2 separate regions of the Rattus norvegicus genome follow, and region 2 is linked to region 1. A link is a contact called in public Hi-C data. All regions are on one chromosome and are shown on one strand. Each heading gives the region's core, a stretch centred on a gene start, on an enhancer-like site or on the middle of the called end of the contact. The rest is flanking DNA. Distances are from core to core; before and after follow the strand shown.

Evidence for each region. A called contact is a pair of places that touch in the nucleus more often than the background predicts.
Region 2: a contact with region 1 is called in a Hi-C map of mammary epithelial cells, with 2.6 times the contacts expected there. The contact joins two enhancer-like sites. A contact is called at or near these places in 3 of 12 Hi-C or Micro-C datasets (hepatocytes, mammary epithelial cells and psoas muscle).

Annotation. Positions count from the first base shown.
Region 1 is chr7:31,474,795-31,479,669 of GRCr8, forward strand. LOC108351432 (a long non-coding RNA gene) reads right to left here. Exons shown (of 4, transcript XR_010053675.1): 4 at 3,884-4,875. Among named protein-coding and RNA genes, the nearest start is that of Plxnc1, 47 kb to the left of the region's middle. Within about 2 kb of position 1,892, at least 29 of the 93 cell types and tissues checked have an H3K27ac peak or open chromatin away from gene starts, as enhancers often do.
Region 2 is chr7:31,831,604-31,836,478 of GRCr8, forward strand. All of the region lies in intron 2 of Cradd (CASP2 and RIPK1 domain containing adaptor with death domain), which reads right to left. The region is part of intron 3 of LOC134479863 (death domain-containing protein CRADD-like); the gene reads right to left. Among named protein-coding and RNA genes, the nearest start is that of Cradd, 5.8 kb to the right of the region's middle. Within about 2 kb of position 1,853, at least 13 of the 93 cell types and tissues checked have an H3K27ac peak or open chromatin away from gene starts, as enhancers often do.

The sequences.
Region 1 (4,875 bases), core at 642-3,141:
CAGTCAAGGACTTCGGCTCGTTGGTGTGGGATTTCCACGGGGTTGTGACCCATCTGCCCTTGTCTGACTTATAAAATACAAATGCTCTTCAGGACCACTGCATGTATTAGCACTTAGGGTGAACCACCACTGTGGGAGCCCTGGGTACGTCTGACTATGGTTCCGCTGTATGGATGAGCTCTTGGGGTAGCGAGTGCTAAAGTGACTTTCCCCAGAGCGTACAGTTGGTCTTCATAGAGTTGCACTCTTTAATCCCAGCTAGGATTTCTGCAGCTCAGTGTCCTTTGGCCAGCCAGCCTTCAGGTCCCCAGAGAGAAGAGCCTCTGTCCAATTGTCTTGTCTACCCCGTGAACCCCGTGGCACACTTTCGAGCATAACTGCACACTCTTTGGAACCCTGGTGCACACTTTGGAACATAAGCACACACCCAGCAACCCGGCGACCGTTCCCTCCCTAGAGACTTACGCTTCTCACCGTGTGCAGTTCAAGGTCAGCAGGTTCACAGCCGCCTGCCACAGCCGTGCCTATTGATGGCATGTCTAGGTTCACACCGACGGAACTGGTGCAGGGCAAGGCTGTTCCCATTTCTAGCTTCTGCCCTACCCTGTTTTCCCCTTTCTCTTCCGAACCTGAAGAACACAACTCGTCTCTTGCTTCTGGTCCATGCCCAGGTCACAGTCTGTGAGAGCTACAGATCTCACAGTTGAGGGAGCAGGTGCTGTACTTTGTCCGTTTGGAGTCTTCCAAGGCTAGGGACAGTGGTGGCCAGTGTCTCCTTGGCCCATGCCCCACTCAGCACCCTTCCTGTCTTTCTGACGGCTTGTTCTGAGTTCCAAAGAGGTCCCCACCCTCCACATTTTTGGTTCTGTTCTTGACATCATCCTATGACATCACGCACTCATGGACATTGTAATTCCAGTCCCAATATGGCTCCTGAGTTGAATGTTTCTGTCTATATGGTTTCCCGGCTGCATGCCCACAAGATTCCTGGACTTTCACAACCCAGTAAGACCACTCGTCATCCCCACCCCCCACCCACCTCTCAGAATGATCCCAGCACATCCTCTGGGGACCCCGTTCAGCCCCCTTAGATGCTGCTCCCTCAAAGCCCGTCATGAACATGCCCTGTCCTCACGGCCTTTTCTGTACTCTACCATCTGCTTACTGGTGTTTAGCTACTGCAATGGTGTAGTTACAACTTCTCTTTCTGGAAGCTTTTTGGGAGTTCAGGTCTTCAGACCTTGCTTCTGGGGTCTGATTTAGTAAGAACAAAGGTAGGGTTAGGTAATTCTGGGGTTTATAGTTCTTAGATGCTCCTGCAACCCAACCCCCCATTCCCAATCCCCACCCCCAAAAACCCACCCCACGGCCAAGGCCTTTCAGTCTAGTGTGGTGTCTGCTGGGTTAATGGCTACAACTGTCATTGCCTAACATCTTCTGAACACTTTACAGTTCCTTTACTGTGCTGAGCCCTCTCTGTGCACTACTATACCACTAATATAACTCTAGGCTTTTACACTGTGAACACAGAGGTACAGGGAGCCATCAGTCTGCACAAGGACATGGTGTCTCTCACCCAAGGCCTTGTTTGTTCTTAATGATGGGTTTTTCTTTCTCATTTGCTTGCATGGTCCTGCTAACCAGATGGCTTTTGTTCTCCAAGTGCACCCTGCCTCCGAGCCTTTGCTGTCCTGCTTACCCTTCTCAAATGGCCAACCCCCTCCATCTTCTGTGGCTCCTGAACACATTGCAGATCCATCAGCTCAAATCCCCTCCAATTGGTTAATCATAGTTTTATAGCTCAGCACAGACAGCCGGAGTCCTCTCTCCATAGTCTTGCAAAGCTAAACTCGGGTGTCAGCTGGGACTTGGTTGTTCGCAAAGCAAGCTCTGGCTTCCCTCCCAGCTCACTGGCCACTGTCAGAACCCACTTTCTCACAGCTTGGCTCTCAGCTCTCTCCTGGCTAGCCAAATTCCGCATGAACAGCCAATCAGGGAAAACTCCACAAGAGTCCTTTTGAGTCTCCAATCTCTTCTGCCAGGAACATTCCAGTCCCTTTAAAGTATTCAGCTGATTGGGCGAGGCCTGCACTGGACAATCTTTAGATTTTTAAGATTGGCAGACCCAGGGATCTTAACCACACCCGCAGATTCTCTTCCCGGCCGCACTCAAGTTCATCGCTTGAACCACTGAGAGGAAGGATGTGTACATTGTGGGCTGTCAATCCACTTTTATTCTATCATGCTAGTTGACCTTCAGGACCCAGCTCAAGTGGTGACTGCTCTCTTCCTTGTCCTTCCACAAATGACACACACACATCCATTTTTCCAGGGGACTATGGTGTTTATAAAATAAAACACCTCCCACGCAATCCCCCTCCCACGCAATCCCCCTCCCACGCAGCTCCTGGGTCCATTTCCTACACCTACCTAGGCTCTACATTTCTTGAGAGCAGGAGCCTAGCCCAGGGCATCTTTGTGTTGCCAGCACCTGGGAGAGCCTCTAGCTTAACACATTCACTGCTAGAAACACGTGTCAGTTGAGCATGCTCTCCAGCTAAGAGCGTTTCTTTCGGAATCACATACAACAAAGAGCGGGATTGTGGTAGGTGACGGCGCATGCTTCCGGGGAAGTGCTAGGAACCTTGGGCGCTGCCTTTGATTCCCCAGGTCTTTGAAGGCAAGGAGGAGCTCCAGTTTTCTCAAAACCCCTCTGAGCAGAACTGTAGGTGACGACGGTGAGGCGGGCGAACCACTAGGTGTCACTCAAGATTCAATAAAGAGACTCAGGTCCTTAGAAAGGTATTTCCACCTTTCCTGGGGGAGGAAACTGATTAGATGGTCCCCACACATTGTTTCTGTTGGTTCACGATTCCTCACTAGCTGCTGTTTTCTCTCTGTGGACAAAAGCTGGGTCTAAAATAGGACACCAGTCAGACACCACCAGAGTTGGAACCACCTGGCCGTCGAATTCAGCCTCTCGGTTTTGTAGATAGGAAACTTGACGTGTGTGTGTGTGTGTGTGTGTGTGTGTGTGTGTGTGTGTGTGTGTGTGTGGCTTTACCGTGGGTCTGAGTTGCTCCCTACTAAAAGGTGTCTGAGATCTTCCCCAGCACCAAGTCTCCCTAGTTCTAGAGTCTGAGAAATGGAAGGTAATAGGGTAAAAAAAAATAGTAATAATCGGTTGTCTTTCTTAGAAATTAAGGTCTCTGGAGTAGGGGGGGCACACCTCCCCCTTGGAATCAGCACCTGCAATTAGCCACCGGATTTTATGCTCAGAACTGAAAGGAAGGGGCTAAGAAAGAGCTTGTGAGGAACATCTCCTGGTTGCTTTATTTTTAACAGCCTTCTAGAAGTGAAGTCTAGTCATAGGGTTCACCAACTGCCAGACTGTATTTTCCTTCACCCTCGGCAGAGGGCGCCCTTCTCCCGCGCCAGCTGCCCGCTGGGCGAAGCCCCGGAGGCTAGTCGAATCCTTACCCAGCTTGCCTGTGAAGCACCAGGGGCCAGCTGGCACATTACACTGAGATAATTCGGGACTCGCTTATGTTTCACCTTGGGACACAGTCTTGAGATCTTCTATCCCCTTCCCCCTCTGCAGATCTACAGCACATTGTTATCTTAAGTGAATATTGAAATTCAGTTGCATTTCCCGGTGCTCCTGGAAACTTGAGAGGTTACCCCACTGAGAATCCAGTTCTTGTTCTGAGAATCCAGAAACGTATTCAGAATGGAGAGTCCTGCCAGACTGCCTGCACAGAATGGGGAAAAAATCTGATCTATCGGTGCAATGAATTTTTTTAAAATCTGGGAACCCCCGGCCCCTCCCCTATTCTGTTTGATCTTCCTTCCTTGCATTGAAAAAAAATAAGTCATTCATTCATTTAGTTTTACAATATGCATTTTTTTTTAATAAAGCACGTTCTGTGTGCCAGGGACCTGGCTTGGGAAAGCGGGCTGGCTTGCTGGTTTGGGTGAAGTAAGGCATGGGAAAGGAGATAACTGAAGAGATATTTGTAGGGATAAGTGTGGGCCATTCGTGAGATGACTACCACAGAGGAGAGGCAAGATGGGGTGGGGGTGGGGAATGACAGCAAGTGCCTGAACCTCAGCCAGGACTCTCTTCTACCTTCCCTCCTTTTTGGGCTGCAAACTTACAAGGGTTACAGCCTCCCGGAAGTTGCAAGCTATTGCTCTCCTCATTGCCCTTCTCCTCATTGCTCTCCTCATTGCTAAATGAAGCAGCTGGAGGAGCTGGAGTCTGGCTAGACTCTGTTTCCAGCTTTGTGCCCTGCTCCTGAGTTGAGTATCAGCCATTATGCAGGAATCCACACCACTCAGTTCTCGTGAGGTTCAACATGGTCTAAAAGCAAGATGACAGTCTGGGTGCAGCGCTCCTGTTTCTCGGGGCTTGTAGAGCAGGTATCGGGATGCAGGTACCAAGGAAGCTGCTAGGACCTTAGAGACCAAAGGAGGAAGGCTGGACAGCTGACGGGTGTTACAGAGGAATGGTTCTGGGTCTGGGGCTTTAAGAACAGGTGAAAATAAGAATTTATGTGTTCTGGGGAGATACGAGGAAATGTCTATTGACCCAGATAGGACATCCATGACGGACCAAAGTACTGTTGTGAGCCAGTGAATTTATTAGGGTTACTTGCTTATAGGAGCATGGTGATGCAAAGACTGCTGAAAAACTCATCCTCAAACTGGTAATCATATATCCAGAGCTTTCTGCACGACTCTCGGTGTGACCCAGCTTGCCTGGGCTCCAGTCACGTCCCCCCCCCTTTCTTCCCTCCTCCAGCAAATGTCACTGCTCATACAGTGTTGGGAAGGGAGGGGACCTCTTGTGAGTTTCCATAGCTTCTTGAGACT
Region 2 (4,875 bases), core at 603-3,102, 360 kb after region 1:
GTGAAATGGAGCCGTCCCTGCTGGGGCAGGGCCTGTCACATGGCTTGCTGTTCCTAGAAAGAGCAGCAATTAGTTGCCAGCAGATGCATTGTTTCATCAGGCCCATAAATACTCATAAAAGTCTTCTGCCTCGCCTTCCATCAGCCTTGCAGAAGCTGGGGGAAGCCTCTGATAACATGCAGCTCTGGACTATTACGACTCCCCATTAGGTGATTAGAATTAGCGTTGATAAAAACAAAATATTCTAAAGCAAGCTCAGCCCACTATACGTAAAAATCTTCAAGTTTTTACTCTTAACATATTAAAAAAAAAAAACAACAACCCTACATTAGTGCAACTGCTTGAAAGTCTCTTTTGGCTATTAACACCACAGCATAACACAATTCCATTTCAAACCCAGTGGGGAGCCAAAGAAATGAAAGGCAGGGAAGGTCCTAAATCAAGAGCTGGTAAGCTAGGATTCCAGTCTCTGCAATAAATTACATCAACTAGCTGAGTGATGGGGAGCGAGCGGACTTAATCTTCCAGGCCTCTGTTTCCACAGAGAAAAAGAATAGGATGTGTGGGTCCCACCCAGTTCCCAAAGACCAGGATCTGCCGGCGTCTTGCTGAGCGTTGGTGGAAATTGCAAACGTTGTATTTAGATAAAAAGTTACAAACTCCATAATGCTACCCATAAACTTAACTGGTTCCTGTCCTCCCACCACCCCGTACAGTCAAAGCCTGGAGACAACACCGGCTTGGAAAGCGGCACTCACTTAAACAGAGCACGCTCAGCCGGGTGGCAGACAGAACTACAGAAGCCAATGAGAAGAGTCCCAAGCCTGCCGACGGTGTTCAAGGCAAAGCTGCTTGTGCAGCTGCGCCTGCGGTCTGAGCTACACCGGCCCTTCCTTTTCTAAACCTGGTAGGGAATCCTCCCTTGCTTCTGCCACTCTCTGTAAGCCTGAAAACACGTTGGGGGAGGGGGAGCAACCCAACTAAACACTGTTGGAATTCTCTTGCCTGCCAAGTGTTGAAGCATGGGTCCTCTATCCTTATCTGGACTACTGCGGAAGTTCTCGTGGGCTTCACTGTTGGGCATTGCGTGTCCCAAATGATCTACATACAGCTTCAGTAACTAAATCACTGGTCCTGTGCTGGTACGGCGTGTAATACCTGCACGGGAAGTCTCTTACCGAACACCTTCCACTCTCTCTCAGAAGGGAGGTCAACACATCGGAGAGGCTTTCTAAGGCTTACCTGCCCACCCTCCCCACCACACATGCGACGGTAATTTCTCATTAGCTATCTGCCCACACCCTTGGTCCTCCTCCAGGAGAACATAGCGAAGCCCATGTCCACGGTTCTGTTTATGGTCAGATCCCCAGGACCTGACCGTTAAGACGTGGTCAACACCACTCCACATCTGAAAGGATGGATGAAGGGATACCTTCTGTTATCCGAGGGCCCTTCAGTTTAGACCCATGACACTGAATCCACAGGAAGTATATGATAATCGGGCTGGGGATACCAGAGGGAGCAACTGACATCAGCACAACAGTTACCTCATGGGTCAGCCTTTGACCCATGGCATGATTGGAAGAGGCTCTACGAGGAAGACTCTCAAGTCAGGAACCCAATAAACCTATGGGGATAGGGAATACAGCTGTCATGAGAGCTCAGTAATTACAAATACACCCAAGGATGTACTTCAGAGCCAAAATGTACTTCTTAGGAGAGACACCAGCTGATGTAGCTCAGCGGGGTCACTCGAGGCCAGCTCATAAGGGACAGGCTGGGCCTGGTGCCTCTGGGCAGAAAAGGAATGGGCAAGCCAACCCTGTGTATTGCACTAGTGAGGGCCGGCCAGGCAGTCAAGGACATCCTGTCTGTTGGGATGACCCACAGAAGGTCAGGCAAGGCTGAGACAGGGGCCAGCCTCAGGGCAGCCACTGAACTGGGCCCAGGAAGGAAGCATCTGATGCTTACTCTTGCTAGTGGCTGAGCATATACATAACTCGGGGATCCTGTTGGTAACGGAGAGAAATACAAAGAGAGAAAAGGAAGGCTACCAGAAGACAGAATTCTGAGAGGCTCGTAGCAGAGCTGCGGCCTCACAGCCAGGCCAGAGCAAACAAGCTAGAACACAGAGTCCTGTGGCCTATGAGCCACTCCGCCATGCCTGACTCCAAGTCCCATCAGATACTGAGGCCAGGGGTTCGGAAAAAGTCCCTTCCCCAAGCCAGATGCACTCGGGCACCACAGAGAGCTCAGTCAGGTCCACCAGGCTGGGAAGCCAAGCCACCAGTCACAGGCTGCCTTCACCACGCCCAGCGCTGTCCTGTCTCCTAAAGTGACCCGGCAGGAACCCAGAGAGGACTTCCAGCTGATCTAATGTCTGGTGTGTGACCTTGGTCACAGCAGTGTACTGCCAAGTGTCCCTTCCACTGTGCCAAGGTGGATTAAGTCATTTTATCAGCAGAATTCTTCTTTTCAAAGGTAAGAGTCCTTGTGGGGTGAGGAAGAGACAAACCAAATATCCGCTTAACGTCCCGGACTTTTACTTTTTGAGAAGAGACGTTAGGAGAACTAAGAAAATTCTGAGGTATAATCAAAAGATTCGGGAAGGTTTTGTCCTTTTCTGTCTGAGGATTGGTTGAGATAGGAGATAGAAGTATAGAGACGGAGACATTACTCAGTTTTACTCTAAATCACTTACATTTGGTATAAAATACAAAAAGCAAATAACACAAAAATATCCACAGCAGCTCAAAATGTAGAAATGAAACACAGAAATTAGTACACAAAGAAGGGGAAACCAAGAGCTGGCCAGAGACACCAAGCAGAAAACTGGAGTAAGAATAAAGTTCGCTTATTCTTGAGAAAGGATGGACCCAGTGGCTAAGTGAAGGCCACTCCTTACTTCTCAAGGCTTCCTGAGGGCAGAGCCCCAAACCAGTCCATGGACAACCACAACCAACATAAGCAGAAAGCGAGAAAAGTTACTGTGTGCGCACCTCACAGACGCCCTGTTTTCCCTGAGCCTGGTCACAAAACCCATGATGCCTCTGCAGAAATGTGTGCTACACTGTTCTGGCACCGTGTTAGAGAAACACCGAGGTCCCAGAAAATGGGACTCTGGGTTTGTTTGCTTTTTCCCCAGAGATGTTAAGTTGGAAGGCATTTCAGCTCTGACGCTGGTCCGTGGCTTTAAGCCTCCCCTCATTCCCCCATCCCATAGAGGAAGAACCCAACACCCTCACAAGGTTCCAATTCACTAAACCTCAGCCTGATTTCAAAATCTTATTTCCATGAAATTAGACACTTAAAAATATTTCAGGCCTTAAGTAACAGAAAGCAATTAAGCACCTACTTCTTTAAAAATTTCTACCCTCACCCCCAAAACACTATATATATATGTGTGTGTGTGTGTAATATTACATATTATTATATATGTTATAATATCATATAATATATAATACATGATGTATAACAGTATGCAATATGTGGTATATGATAGATGATATAATTACATGTAATTTATACGCATTTACCACTAGACCCTATGGCATAATAGATTTTCAATAATCAATAAGGACTTTTGAAGAGACTTGTGAGCTAGAAAACTACCAGTGAGGAATCGAATGACCGACTGACAAACCTCGAACTCAGGGCTTATTAGTAAGAGTTAAAATGACAGGGTTCTCAAAGGCAATTGTAATGTCACCTTTTTTTTTCCTTATAAAGAAAGAGTTTATTGAGGGCTGGCTTACAGTTCTAAAGAGTTAGAGTCCGTGGCCATCATGGCGAGGAGCCTGGCTGCAGACGGCTGGGCGTGGCACTGCCGCACTAGCTGAGGACATGCTAACTGCAAGCACCAGCCAAAGGGAGCGCTAACCCTGCAGGGAGAGCATCATTCTTCTTAAAGCAAGCACGAGCACGAGCACGACAAAGGTACCCACTTTATCACTGGTCTCCGCCTTACTAGTCCTTTCAGTGTTACTTTATGGTTCCCCGCCCCAGCAGGGGACCGAACCCAGGGCCTTGCGCTTCCTAGGCAAGTGTTACTTTAAATAGTCAATATTAAACGACAGTCATACTTCAAAATGGGTTTATCTCACCAAGAAATTGATAAATCAAAGCCCCGCATACGAATTTTTTTCACTAGCAGAGTTAATTATATATAAAAAAAAAAGTTCACAATGCTCACTTGTGTTGTGAGGTGAGCCATTTAACCCTTTCACAGAGTTAACAAGTCTTGGGGAAAACCTACTTTTCTAAGCACATATACAGATATGTTTGATTTTTTTTTATATATATCCTTTATAAATCTGCTTTTCAGGGCTGGAGGGGAGCTCAGTGGTTAGGAGCACAGGCTGCTTTTGCAAACCACCTGGTTTCCTTTCCTTCCACAGGCAGCTCACCACCATCTGCAACTCCATTGCCAAGGCTCTAGCGCTCTCTTCTTACCTCCACGTGCACCAGGTACACACAGCGCCCGTACCTACACTCGGATGTATAAACTCAAACATATAAAATAAATAACTAGATGTAGGAGCGCCTGTCCCCTCGGCTTCTCTTTAACTTTTATAATTTCTCCAGGACATCTTAGTTCTCTCTTGCTCTCTGAATAATCCTGAAGAGGTGAGGATGAGGGTCCCATGTTTATGACGATTCATGACAAAATGATTTGTGTAACCGACTAATTAAACGAAACATCTTTGAGAGATGAAAGCTTCTGGTTCTTTGGTCAAATCCAACTGCATGCAGCCAGGAGAAGCTTCTACGTGAATACCAGAGAAGTGCAACTCATTGATGCGACCTCCCCAACTCTATGCTCTATATTCTGCTTATAATGATGCGGTAGAAATGTCAGGGCTATTTGGCCCTGGT